Regions from separate parts of the Sus scrofa genome. Here regions 1 and 2 are each linked to region 3. A link is a contact called in public HiChIP or PLAC-seq and promoter capture Hi-C data. All regions are on one chromosome and are shown on one strand. The core of a region is the stretch at or near the end of the contact, and the rest is flanking DNA. Distances in the headings are between cores, read along the strand shown.

Region 1 (3,782 bases), core at 509-3,008, 230 kb after region 3:
ATGTTACTAGGTCCCAAATCACAGAAATGTAAGTCAGATCATGCTAGTACCCTGCTTGAAGATACCAGTGTCACTAGAATAAAATTTAAATTCTTTTTTTTTTTTTATTTTTAATTGGTCTTTTTTTTAGGGCCACATCCACAGTGCATGGAGGCTCCTAGGCTAGGGGTCGAATCAGAGCTCTAACCACCAGCCTACATCACAGTCACAGCAATGCCAGAGCTGAGCCGCGTCTGCGACCTACACCACAGCTCATGGCAATTCCGGATCCTTAACCCACTGAGCGAGGCCAGGGATCGAACCATCGTCCTCATGGATACTAGTCAGATTTGTTTCTGCTGAGCCAGGATGGGAACTCCAAAATTTAAATTTTTTATCTTGGCCCAAGGCTCTACACAATCCAACCTCTATTTACCTCTCCAACTTAATTTCCTCCCCCTTTTTCCACTCACACCATATTCTAGCCACTATGATCTTCTATCTGTGTTGTGAATAGGCCCTTTTCTTGCCATTCCCTCTGTCTGGAATATATCCTGCCTCAGTTCATGATTTGTTCATTCTCATGCTCTAAGTCTCAGCTCCATTAATTACTCTTGTTCCATCACCCTCTTCATTTTCTCCCTAGCACTGACACTGAACTTTAACTTGTTTTCCTGTTTACTGTCTTTCTCTACCGCTAGAATAGAAACTCCAGGAGAACAGAAACCTTGTAAGATAGATCTTACATCTCCAGTGCCTAGCACAGTGCACCCAGCACATTGTATGTGCCTAGAAAACCCTCATGTATAAATGTATCTGCCACTGCCTCTACAAGTGGGGCTTTCCTTCTATTTGTTGTGTGCTGAACTCCTGTTCATCCTTCAAGACCCAAATATCACCCCTTCTGGGAAGCTGTGGTTTTCTGAGACCCCGCAGCACTTTCTACATAGCCTGATACTTTTTCATATATCTTTTAGTCACTTCACTTGGAGTACCTCCAGAGCATAAACATCTGTTCCATGCTCCCTGTGTTCACCTTTGTGCCTGGCACAGGAGGTGCCTGAATTGTTCGTCGAATACATAAATGAATGAATTTGTGGAAAAATGGGGATTAACCCAGAACAAATGAGTCTAGTCACTAAACGTTCCTCTGCTCCCCACTAACCCTTCCCATTTAGAACTCTCAGCCCTCAGAGGGAACTGTGTATCCTGGCTAGGACCTGACCTCTCAAGACCTCCATTTCACTGGGCGCGGCCTCACCTGCCAATGACGTCCTTAGGGTCGTACTTCTGGTAAAACTCCTTGGCCGCAGCCCAGTCGGGCAGCTCATCCTCTGGTCCCACGTCCAGCGTCATTCTGAAGGAGGGGGGCGCCTGTGTGGAGGAAACGGAGGGCAGTGAGGCCCACAGGCTCTGAGAGGACGCACATCGCGGCTCACGGGGGCGCAGCCCTTGCGGCTGGGGAGCCAGGATCCTGAGGGATGGGGGACGGGGTGGGGGAAGGATCGGGACTGGGGAGACCCCACGAAAGGGCCTTTAGGGGTCGGGACAGGGTGGCAAGGCAAGGAGGGGGCAGGGGGGGAAGGGAAAAGGTGCGGTGGAAGGGGGGAAGGGGCACTCGGGCCGGTGGCTGTTGCTGCGCAGGCGCACTTGGGCAGGCGCCGGGACGGGGCGCGGGGTCTCGCGGGGACATACCCGCCGGGCGGGGAGAAGAGCAAGAGTAGAGTCAAAGCAGCTCAGTCGCGGGGTTCTGCTCTAGTCCCTTACCCGAGACGGTACCGGCAAAAACCTCAGGCCCCGCCCCCATCCTGTCCACCAATGGCCAGCGCCACCTGAAAACTGAAGTTCAAAGACCCCTCCGATTGAAAGCTGATAGTCCAATAAGAAGCCGAGAATCTCTGGGCTGGCGCGGGAGTGGAAGCTTGGAGTTACCAATGGTTGCGACGCTAGGGCGGGGCTTCAGATACGACCCATCAGCATACGGCATCCGCGAGGTCAGCAGGGGAGGAGCTTGTTGACCTGCGGAGCTGGGGCCTTGGAGCGGGACCCGGAAGTTAGGTTTACCGGGAAGTGTAACCTCCGCGTACCCGGGACGCGGGGCTTAATGCGCCTCTGACTCTCGTTTTTGGGCATGGCACTTTCAGTCTCCCAGAATCTCTATGTGAATTCGACTTTTAAAAACATTAGCAGCTGATCCAAAGCTCTTACCTTGAGAGGCAGCCTCCAGCCTTTAAAACGCTCGGGGCTCGCAGCTTGCAGCTCAACTTGGCCACTTTGGTTCGAACTTGAATGAGCTGTGGCCAGTCAGCCACTAGAGACTCTCTCGTCTTGTGGCTGCTCCAAACCTTGGATACCTCCAAAGCCATAGTGCCCACACCTGGGGTTATACATCTTCCCAGTCTTCCGCCACCCGCTCCCAAAAGCCTTGGATGGTGTCACACTCTGCTCTAAGCCTACCAAGTTGTGAGATTCTTGCAGGAGCGACTGACTTCATAGATATTAGTGCATAGCTCAACCCTGACATTCATTTACTCATTCAACAAATATTTGTTGAGCGTCTCAGCGTTAGATTAACAGCAATGAAAGAAAGAAAGAAAGAAAGAAAAAAAAAAAGTCCTTACCCTTGTGGAAGTTATGTTCCTGAGAAAGAGGCAGAGAATGAATTCTTTTAACCTAACAACTATCTTAGAAATGTCACTTTGGGATCACAAACGTGGAAGAAGTTAAAAAATGAATACAAGTAACTTTTTAAGAGTATTTTGACCTTACACCATATTTGGTAGACCGGCTTGGTAGTATAATGGAATAATTATTTTGAAACTGAACAAATGAATAAACATATTGATGTATTTGGCAGTCAGGGTTCTTACTGTAGGAATATAGAATTTGGAATGGGGAACAGAAAGGACCTTATGACTGATTGAAATTGGAGGCATAATTTTAGGAATAATTTTTAAAATAGATAAAATTAGGTATTTTCTAGCTCTCACCTCTAAAAGGGCCTAGCAGCAAAAACATCCCCATTAGAGTGAGCACAGCTAGTGTCTAGATGCTGATTTCAAAGTAACCTTCCTCAAAAGAAACCAGAGCTCCTTGGGAGACTCAGCCTAATTCCCAGGCTGGAGACTTTCTCTGTACTTTCTTGTACAAGATGAACCTGGAATAATTTGTGCCAGAAAGTGAAGAAAGATGGGGACTTAGACACAAGAACCAGGTTGAAATCAGGGACAAAAAGAATGATGAGACTGAGAGGGTCATGAGTGAACCTTCTGATGTGCTAGAAATGTTCCATTCACCTAGGAGGTGATTACACAGGTGTGTTCATGTAACATTCACCAGTCAGCACACCTAAGATCTGTGTACTTTACTGTAGATAAATTATACTTCAACAAAACAGTTTAAGAAAGCTAATGGCAGCAATGAATATAACAAAATGAATTTTAAAACTCTGAGACCAAAGACAAACAAAAACTCTGAGACCACGCTGACACTAAAATTGTAAATAAATAAATGGAGAAAAAGACGTTCTTTATAGTGGAATGCCAGATAATAAATGCAGAAATAAAGTTAAAACATCAACATTTTGTAAGCCTCATAATAACTGACTTGGGCAAAATAGGCTTAAAATTACTGGTGAAAATTTGCTGGGGAACAGGATATTTATATAGACTTTTTTTTTTTTTTTTTTTTTGCTTTTTAGGCCCGCACCTGAGGCATATGGATGGAAGTTCGAAGGCTAAGGGTCAAATCAGAGCTGTAACTGCTGGTCTACACCACAGGCACAGCAACTCGGGATCCGAGCC
Region 2 (3,999 bases), core at 1,145-3,644, 200 kb after region 3:
CTGGTGGCTACAGCTCCGATTCAACCCCTAGCCTGGGAACCTCCATATGCCGTGGGAGCGGCCCAAGAAATAGCAACAATAACAACAACAACAAAAAAGACAAAAGACAAAAATAAATAAATAAATAAATAAATTAGTGCACACATACCAATTCCCATTCAGGAGCCCTTCTGCTTTTATGTGTGTGTGTGGTTTACAGTCACTTTCACCCTAATAGCTAAGACAGTGTTTCTTTTCCTTTTTTTTTTTTTCCCAGCCACACCCACGGCATGCAAAAGTTCCCAGGCCAGGATTCGAACTCATCCACACAGTGACAGTGCCAATCCTTAACCCACTGAGCCACCAGGGAACTCCCAGTAATTTTTTTTTTTTTAACTATCTTTGTCTCCTCCAAATCTACACCAGTGCCAAGTACACAGTCATAATACAAATACATGTAATACTTTTAAAACCTGAATTGGGAGTTCCCGTCGTGGCGCAGTGGTTAACGAATCCGACTAGGAACCATGAGGTTGCGGGTTCGGTCCCTGCCCTTGCTCAGTGGGTTAACGATCCGGCGTTGCCGTGAGCTGTGGTGGAGGTTGCAGATGCGGCTCGGATCCCGCGTTGCTGTGGCTCTGGCGTAGGCCGGTGGCTACAGCTCCGATTCAACCCCTAGCCTGGGAACCTCCATATGCCGCGGGAGTGGCCCAAGAAATAGCAACAACAACAACAAAAAGACAAAAAGACAAAAAAAATAAATAAATAAAACCTGAATTGTACTCTTAACCAAGTCATTCAGATTCCAAAGTCTCTGTTCTTATCCACTGTGATTTGCTGCCCAAATATAAAATCAATTGTGTGTGTGTGTGTTTGTATAGGCAGGGAATTCAGCAGCCTGATTATCAAGATCCTTTCCTCTCCAGGACCTTTCCCAGAACTTAATTAAGCTTCCTAGATCCTAGGGTTCTGGCCCTACCCCTCAGCTCCGATGTTCCTGGCTCTGTGAGAGGGGTCTCATCACGCGTTGGCCCTTCCTGGGTCCCAGGCGCCTCTGGCCCTGAAGACAGCTCCCCCTGGCTCTCATGGTGTCGGAGAAGGGCTTCCACAGTTTCATCCAGCTGAAAGGAGAAAGCACCAAAAATGTTAGGAATCCCTCAGGTGCTTCCTAGCATGATACTCCCTTTCTAACAGAGAAGTCTGAGAACTGGCAGCTGGATCAAAGCCCAGTCTTGTAAAGGAGAGGGGCATTCACCTGGGCCCAGTAGCGATTGACAATGAGGAGTGTGGCATCATCTGTAGCCTGCCTCTTCTCCAGTTTCTCAATTCGTTCTCGGAGTTCATCTTCACAAGCCTGTCTCTGTTCCAATCGCTCTGCTAGTTTCTTGTTCTTGAACTGCAGAACCTTCAGGTCCATCTCCTCCTACCAAGGAAACAGAGGGGCCGAGGAGAGAGAGGGTCAAGAAGGGCCCAAGAAACCAATCAGAGAAAGAGACAAAGGAAAGCAGATAGAACGGATGTGAGAGGGGAGCAGACTGCTAACAGGACATACAAAGCTCAGACACCCACGGAGGAAGCGTCTTGTTTGTAAGGAGCGTCACGTTCTGCTCCTGCCTCTTTCTACCTGAAGTCTGACATGTCTGTCACACGCTCTCTGGGAACCTGTTTGCCTATCTGCGAGGGGAAGGCAGACGTCATGTCCTAGGTTTCCTTCAACAGAATGCTCTGTAAAGTGGATCTGGTTAAACTTGGGGAACTGGGAAAACGGTTCTGGGAAGTTGGGCGGGCTGGGGCAGGAGCCCACGAACCGTGGAAGAGATGCCCCCAAGACGAATGGGCTCTATAAGCGTTGTTGTTGTCTTCTCCTCGCGGTTCAGCTTCTTCTCTGGGGGCCCCGAGCCCCCATCGCCGGCGGCGCGTTTGTTGCCGGGCCCAGACATGGCCGCGGCGGCGAGGAGCGGCCCCCGGTCTCTCGAGGACGTCAGGCAGGCGGACTCGGCACTTCCGTCACCTGCAGAAGACAGAGAGTAGAGCTGGGGAAGGGGACGGAGGTCCGCAGCCACGAGCCTACCCCCGCACACAGCTGCCGGACCCCGCCCCGCCGGCCCCGGGCCCCTCACCAGCAGCAGGATCAGCCTAGCGCCGCCATCTTGGACTTCACCGGACGTCACTGGGCACCCCCGCCCCCCAGCACAGAGCGCAGGCGCCAGAGGCAGCGCCGGATGTGGCGAAATCTTCTCCAGTTCCTGTTTCTATTGGTTGTGCTTTGTTCCTCCTCTTGCGTCCGTTTGGTTTCTTTCTGAACACCTCCTCTTTCTCTCAGTGATTGGCCGGTAGGCAGTTGCCATGGTAACTGACAACACACTTCCACTCCGCAGTCCTAATAACGCCGCCTGCCTCAGATTAACAACTTCGAAGAGAGGGCACCGGGGCGGGGTTTGCATCTTATTATGCATGCGCATTCTCTTCTCACAGTTTGGCGAGCACGGTACACTTTCTCCCTTCCTACTGGATCCTCCTTAGCAACCGTCACCGTTGAGACGGAGGGACGCCCCCAGCCGATTGGCTGTACCCGGCCTCTCTGCAGCGTAGATTGGCTGAAGCGTCGATAAGGGCCAGGCCTTGGCAGTCGCCGCCCGAGATCGGCTGTCCCAGAACCGAGGCAGGATAAAGACGGTGGGGACCCGCGACACAGAGGAGCGACCAGATGATCCGCCGGAAATCCAGCCAATTCCGGCGACTGAAAAGGCGGTCGGAGCTGGACCAGCACTCCGAACTGCGGCGAGAACATGAGAAAGACCATGAGAAGGACCTCAGCTCGTTGGATGAATCGGCCAAGAGGATGGGAACAGGAGTGCGGACCGAGTCAGGGACCGTGGCCTCAGTGGATGCGAATGAAGATCCTGCAGCCAACTTGTTCCCGGTGAGGACAGGTCAGAGTGGTCTGCTCATGAATGTTTATAAAAGGGCTCCCAGGCAGGGGGCCGTTTGTTTCCCGGGCTGCCTTGGTGAAGAGGCAGGCTTGAACTGCTTGTCAATACGCTCATGAATAGTACTTAGGGATCGCCGAAGCCCAGCCCGCCGGTATTGCTAGTACACAGTTTTTAAGATGAGAAGGCAAGGTATCGCGTTGTTAGACCACCAGAGATTCACCAAGGGCAAAGAACCACGGGCCAGGACTAACAACGCAGCTCTGCCTTTCCCAATCCGCTTTCTCTCCCGCAGCCGCCGCTACCCCAGCCCCGGATCTGCATATGGTGAGTGTGAAGAGCTTTGAGGGAAAGTTACCCTTCACACTTGTATTATTCCTTTAGCGCTTCCTTACGAGCCTGTCAAACAGGACGGAATTCCCATTTTACAGACAAGGAGACTGAGGCCCAGAGATACAATTACCCAAGATGACTATAAGCCAGGTCTCCCGCTGCCTCAGTGACTTTGTTATAAAGTTACACAGCGAGTTAGTGGAAGAGCCAAACCTCTTAACTCAGGTCTCTTGCTTCCCAGTCCTACGCTCTAGCCATCATAGCCTTGTCCTAAGACTAATGCATAATGGCCAACACCTTTTCCCCTCTTTTCCTATGATAGGAAGTACCTCGACATCCATTCCATGCAGAGGCTGGAGAAGACAACCAACGTGGAGGAGATGAGGGAGTATGGCGGGGAGTAGGGACAGGAAGAACTGGCTCTTGGAGAAGGCTGAGGCAGTGGGCTGGGAAGGCATGAGGAATGCCTGGCTCCAAAGCACCTTGTGACTTAGTGTAGGGTGGTGAAGGGAGATGAAGGGAGACTCTAGTTGCCACTCATTCCTTCCTCTCTCCTTCCCAAGGGTGCTGGCTGAGTTGTTGGGGCTCAGCTGTCCTGAGCAGAACCTGCGAGATGCCATCACCCTGGACCTCTTCTCCCACATACTCATCTTCTGCCGCCATCAGGGCTTCTCACTGGAGCAGACATCAACAGCTTGTGCCCTGCTCCAAGATCTTCACAAGGCCTGTATCGGTAAGAGGAGAGGCTACCCGAGAG
Region 3 (3,840 bases), core at 163-2,662:
GCATTGGGCAGGATCAGAGCAAAGTATCTATCTGAGTTCCTAGACGCTCACCCTTGAGCTCTGCGCGGATGTCCCTCCCCAGCTGTTTGATCTCGTCACGCAGGTTCTGCAGGTCCTGCTTCATGCCTGAACAAGAAAAAGCCATGATGCCCAAAGCACGGCCCCTACCTCAACAAATCTCCCTGGCCACCACCTGCATGGAACTACCATCCCCACAATCCCTCTGACTGAGCATGCGTTCTGCACTCGCGATTTCACTCACTTTCCTCGGGAAGGGGCGTGGCCAGGATGGTGACCTGCTGCTTCTCCAACTCTCGGACCTTATTCTCCAGCTTGACAATAGTCTGCCGAATTGTCCGGACCTGGGGAGGATGACCGAGAGGGCTGAAGCAGATATGGGAGTCCTCCAGACCGCTCTGCACCTCGGGTCATCCAGCCCCCTCGTGAATCCAGACCGAGACCCCAGCCTCTTACCTTCTGGAAGAACTCATCGTCTGGGCTGCCCAGCCGTGCCGTGCCCGGGTGTACCACCAGCGCGACCCTCTCCTTGTCCTCATCGTCAGAGCTGTCATCTCCCTGACAGGGCCGGGGTCATTGGCATCACTTCCTTGCTGTTGCTTTCGCCCCGCGGGATTCACGGGCTTCCGGGTCTTCCAATCCCACAGCTACCCCTCCCTGCCCTGCCCCGAAGACCAGGAGTCCTGCATTCCAACTAGACCCTACCCCGTCCTCCTGTCCCAACCCCGCTGCGCCGGACTTCTCACCTGTCTCAGTTCGTGGGTCCTGTCCCGCATGGCGGCCCGAGCTCCCTCTCCCCGGCGCGGGAGCCCAGAGGGCCTCGAGATTCTAAGTTTGGAACTCCTGTACCCCACTCACTCTCTTGACACTTCTCTCTGCCCTCACCCTGTGGACCCCTAACCGCCCCCCACGAGCCGCCAGAGGCTCTATCCCTGACACCATCCACCGTCGAGGACAAGGAGCCGACCTCGGGGACCCCCAAGTTTCCACAGGTTGGAACTCCCTTTTCTTACCCCCCTCCCGCTCCCGTAGCTTCAGCCCCGCCCCCTCTGGGATGACTGGAGCATGCGCACCGCACCGCGTCCCTTCCCCGCCCGAGGGAAAGGCGGAGGTCGGAAGCGCCAGCTCCCCGAACGGAAGCAAAATTGCCAGGACGTGAGAACCCGCCCCCTTTGCCGGAACTATCGCATCTTCCAACGGAAATCTAGTTGCCAAAAGAGGTGGAAATGCGTCATTGGTACGTAATCTAGGGACCCAGCATCTCACATCACCCCATGGCGCCCCCCCCGCGTCACGTGACTGGCCCGGTCCCAGCCTCTTGGACCTTAGAACGTGATGCTCTGACTGTCACGTGTCTCCACTCTGTCAACTCGGTCTCCGGGACACCTAGCTCCCCACGACGTCCTCGGCACCCTGGCTCCCACAAGTCGGGAGGGGGCGCCGACTACCCCCAGACATCTTTTGAGACAGAGGGTGGTAGGACCCTGGCTGAATTCGGCTTTATTCCTTTTGGGTTCCGGGGGTGTGGGCAGATTGACGACTTAGAATTTGGGGCTGTCCACATCATGAGACCTTGAAATTCGGAAAAGAATAAGATCCGGCGTCAGAGAGTTGCAGGGTTTGTAGGCAGAGTATCTGGGGGTGGGAAGTGACCTCACCCGAGGCGGAAAGCTCTTCTCCCGCATACTCCTGGCACAGCTTCTGACAGGTGGGCGGCTGGCGCCCGGCTTGAACACTGCAGTCCCGCCGCACTCACCACCTTCTGAGCAGTGAGACCATTTCAGGACAGCTCAGGCTGAGAAAAGAGTCCATTATGTTGAGCAGCATATCACCTACACCCCTTCGCCCCCACCTTGCACCAGGGTTTACCCTCTGAAGGACACAAAAAAGAAACAATTCCGCATTACTGTGACCTGTGATTGCTTGAGGTGAAGGCGTGATTGTGTGGTTCTCACCCGAATCCCAACACCTAGTGGGCCCTCAGTAAATATTTGTGGACAGAACTTTAGCCTTTCCTATGTCTGAAGATGACGCGTGTGGTTCCCTAGTCCTCTCTTTTAGGCTTCAGGCTTTCATCGTGACACTTCCCAAAACCTGACCCTCTAGAGGTTCATTCATTCAGTGGATATTCATTAGGCACTTATTATGAGCAGAATGCTCTTCTAGGGCCAGAATTACATCCCGGCCCAACAGAGAAGAATGACTTATGCTTTTTGAAATCTACATTCTGTAGGAGGAGGCCCCAAGGCCACTGGGTCTCCCCATAGCCAGGATGGCTAGGACTGATCTAAGACTCCTGGATCCCAGGGCTCTCCCCGAGGAACTTATATGAAGGTCAAGCAAAGGAAGGAAAGGCCCTTCTCTACTAAGCCCCGATAAGGAAACCTAGATTTCTGTGACTGAGTTGCTGTGGACTTCTGGAAAATCTGGCAACTCCAGATTCTTAACCCACTCCTCTGGGCTGGGGATCATACCTGCATCGAGCTCGCCAGGGACACCATCGGTCCTGTTGTGCCACAGCAGGAACTCCTGGAAAGTCACTTTTTTTTTTTTTGTCTTTTGTCCTTTTTAGGGCCACACCCCAAACATATGGAAGTTCCCGGGTTAGGGGTCTAATCAGAGCTGTAGCCACTGGCCTACGCCAGAGCCACAGCAATGACAGATCCGAGCCGCATCTGTGATCTTCACCACAGTTCACAGAAATGCCGGATCCTTAACCCACTGAGCGAGGCCAGGGATGGAACCCACAACCTCACGGTTCCTGGTGGAATTCGTTTCCACTGAGCCACGACAGGAACTCCTGGAAAGTCACTTCCTATCTCTGGGCCTTAGTCTTCCATCTCTACAATGGGTGGCAGTGGCGGGGTGGGGGGAGAGCTAGTCTTTATGGGCATTCCCTGCGCTGAAGTTCAGTGACAGAGGTTAGAAATTGTCAAAAGTGCTAGCTGTCTCATTCTATGTAAAAGGCTTTGATCCTTCTCCTCTTCCCTTTAGAATCCAGCTCACCCAGGGTTGGGAATGAAGAAGTGAAGACAGTGCTACCCTGATCAACCGAGGGAAGAAGGAGGGTTCAGGAGGCCAAACCCTGCCCGTGGAGTTCCCCGGAACTCATGAGGAAGAGCAGGTCTGCTCTTGGGTCTTTCCCATCAGCCTCTGCCTCCCTGCCCCTCCTCCCTGGCACCCCTCTGGCCCTGTCTCTGCGTGGTACACTGGAAGGGCTTTCGGACATCTAACTCCTAGTTCAGTGTGCGATCTTGAGTCATTTATTGCCCCTCTCTGGAACTTATCTCCATTGACAACTTGATCTGGTCATTTCTGTCTTGCCTAAGCTAAGAGTTGAGCAATATCAGGGGAGTTAGGAAGTACATGAAAGGTTCTTATAAACTGGTAAGGGTTCTTCCCTCTGCAGGCTTTTATTACTATGAGTTCCAGGTCTCTCTGGGCCCACCAGTCCCACCTACCTCTCTCCGCCTTATGGTGTGGATTTGTTGGTGCCTTTGTTAAATTTCCCAGGATTATGATGGTCGTCCTTTCATTTGTGGTCTCTTCTGGGTGGGACCGCAGGGCTTTGGGACGGTGACTTGAGGCCGTCAGAGGCTGGGCTCAAAGCCTCGGGGAGTGGTGTGTGGAGGAGATGAGGAGCAGGGGCCATCCAGGAAGAATGGTTCTGGGAATGGAGCTTTCCAGAACTGAGCCTTTCTCTCTGTTTCATGGTCCTTTTTGACTCCTCTCAGGTCCTCTGAGCAGCCTTGAAGTGTGCATTAAGAATATTGGTCCTTGGAGTTCCCGGCATGGCGCAGTGAAAACAAATCCAACTAGGAA

What was found. Promoter capture Hi-C pulls out the DNA fragments that hold promoters and counts their contacts. HiChIP or PLAC-seq counts read pairs in DNA pulled down with a chosen protein or histone mark.
Region 1: a contact with region 3 is called in an H3K27ac HiChIP or PLAC-seq map of alveolar macrophages. The contact joins the promoter of PHKG2 here to the promoter of STX4 in region 3. A contact is called at or near these places in 1 of 5 promoter capture datasets (liver) and 1 of 2 datasets of contacts at active chromatin or transcription factors (alveolar macrophages).
Region 2: a contact with region 3 is called in a promoter capture Hi-C map of fetal liver, with 2.6 times the contacts expected there. The contact joins the promoter of CCDC189 here to the promoter of STX4 in region 3. A contact is called at or near these places in 1 of 5 promoter capture datasets (fetal liver) and 2 of 47 Hi-C or Micro-C datasets (heart right ventricle and liver).

The regions. Positions count from the first base shown.
Region 1 is chr3:17,654,883-17,658,664 of Sscrofa11.1, forward strand. It overlaps PHKG2 (phosphorylase kinase catalytic subunit gamma 2), which reads right to left and starts at 1,759. Exons shown (of 10, transcript NM_001166317.2): 1 at 1,675-1,759; 2 at 1,241-1,353. The coding sequence starts at 1,335.
Region 2 is chr3:17,633,760-17,637,758 of Sscrofa11.1, forward strand. CCDC189 (coiled-coil domain-containing protein 189) reads left to right here and starts at 2,395. Exons shown (of 8, transcript XM_013992414.2): 1 at 2,395-2,902; 2 at 3,205-3,236; 3 at 3,565-3,630; 4 at 3,806-3,975. The coding sequence starts at 2,687. RNF40 (E3 ubiquitin-protein ligase BRE1B) reads right to left here and starts at 2,231. Exons shown (of 20, transcript XM_021086412.1): 1 at 2,100-2,231; 2 at 1,788-1,990; 3 at 1,235-1,402; 4 at 959-1,100. The coding sequence starts at 1,919.
Region 3 is chr3:17,429,965-17,433,804 of Sscrofa11.1, forward strand. It overlaps STX4 (syntaxin-4), which reads right to left and starts at 1,413. Exons shown (of 11, transcript XM_021086404.1): 1 at 765-1,413; 2 at 475-576; 3 at 263-362; 4 at 52-126. The coding sequence starts at 794. It overlaps LOC102167315 (a long non-coding RNA gene), which reads left to right and starts at 1,117. Exons shown (of 3, transcript XR_001303274.2): 1 at 1,117-1,255; 2 at 3,013-3,142.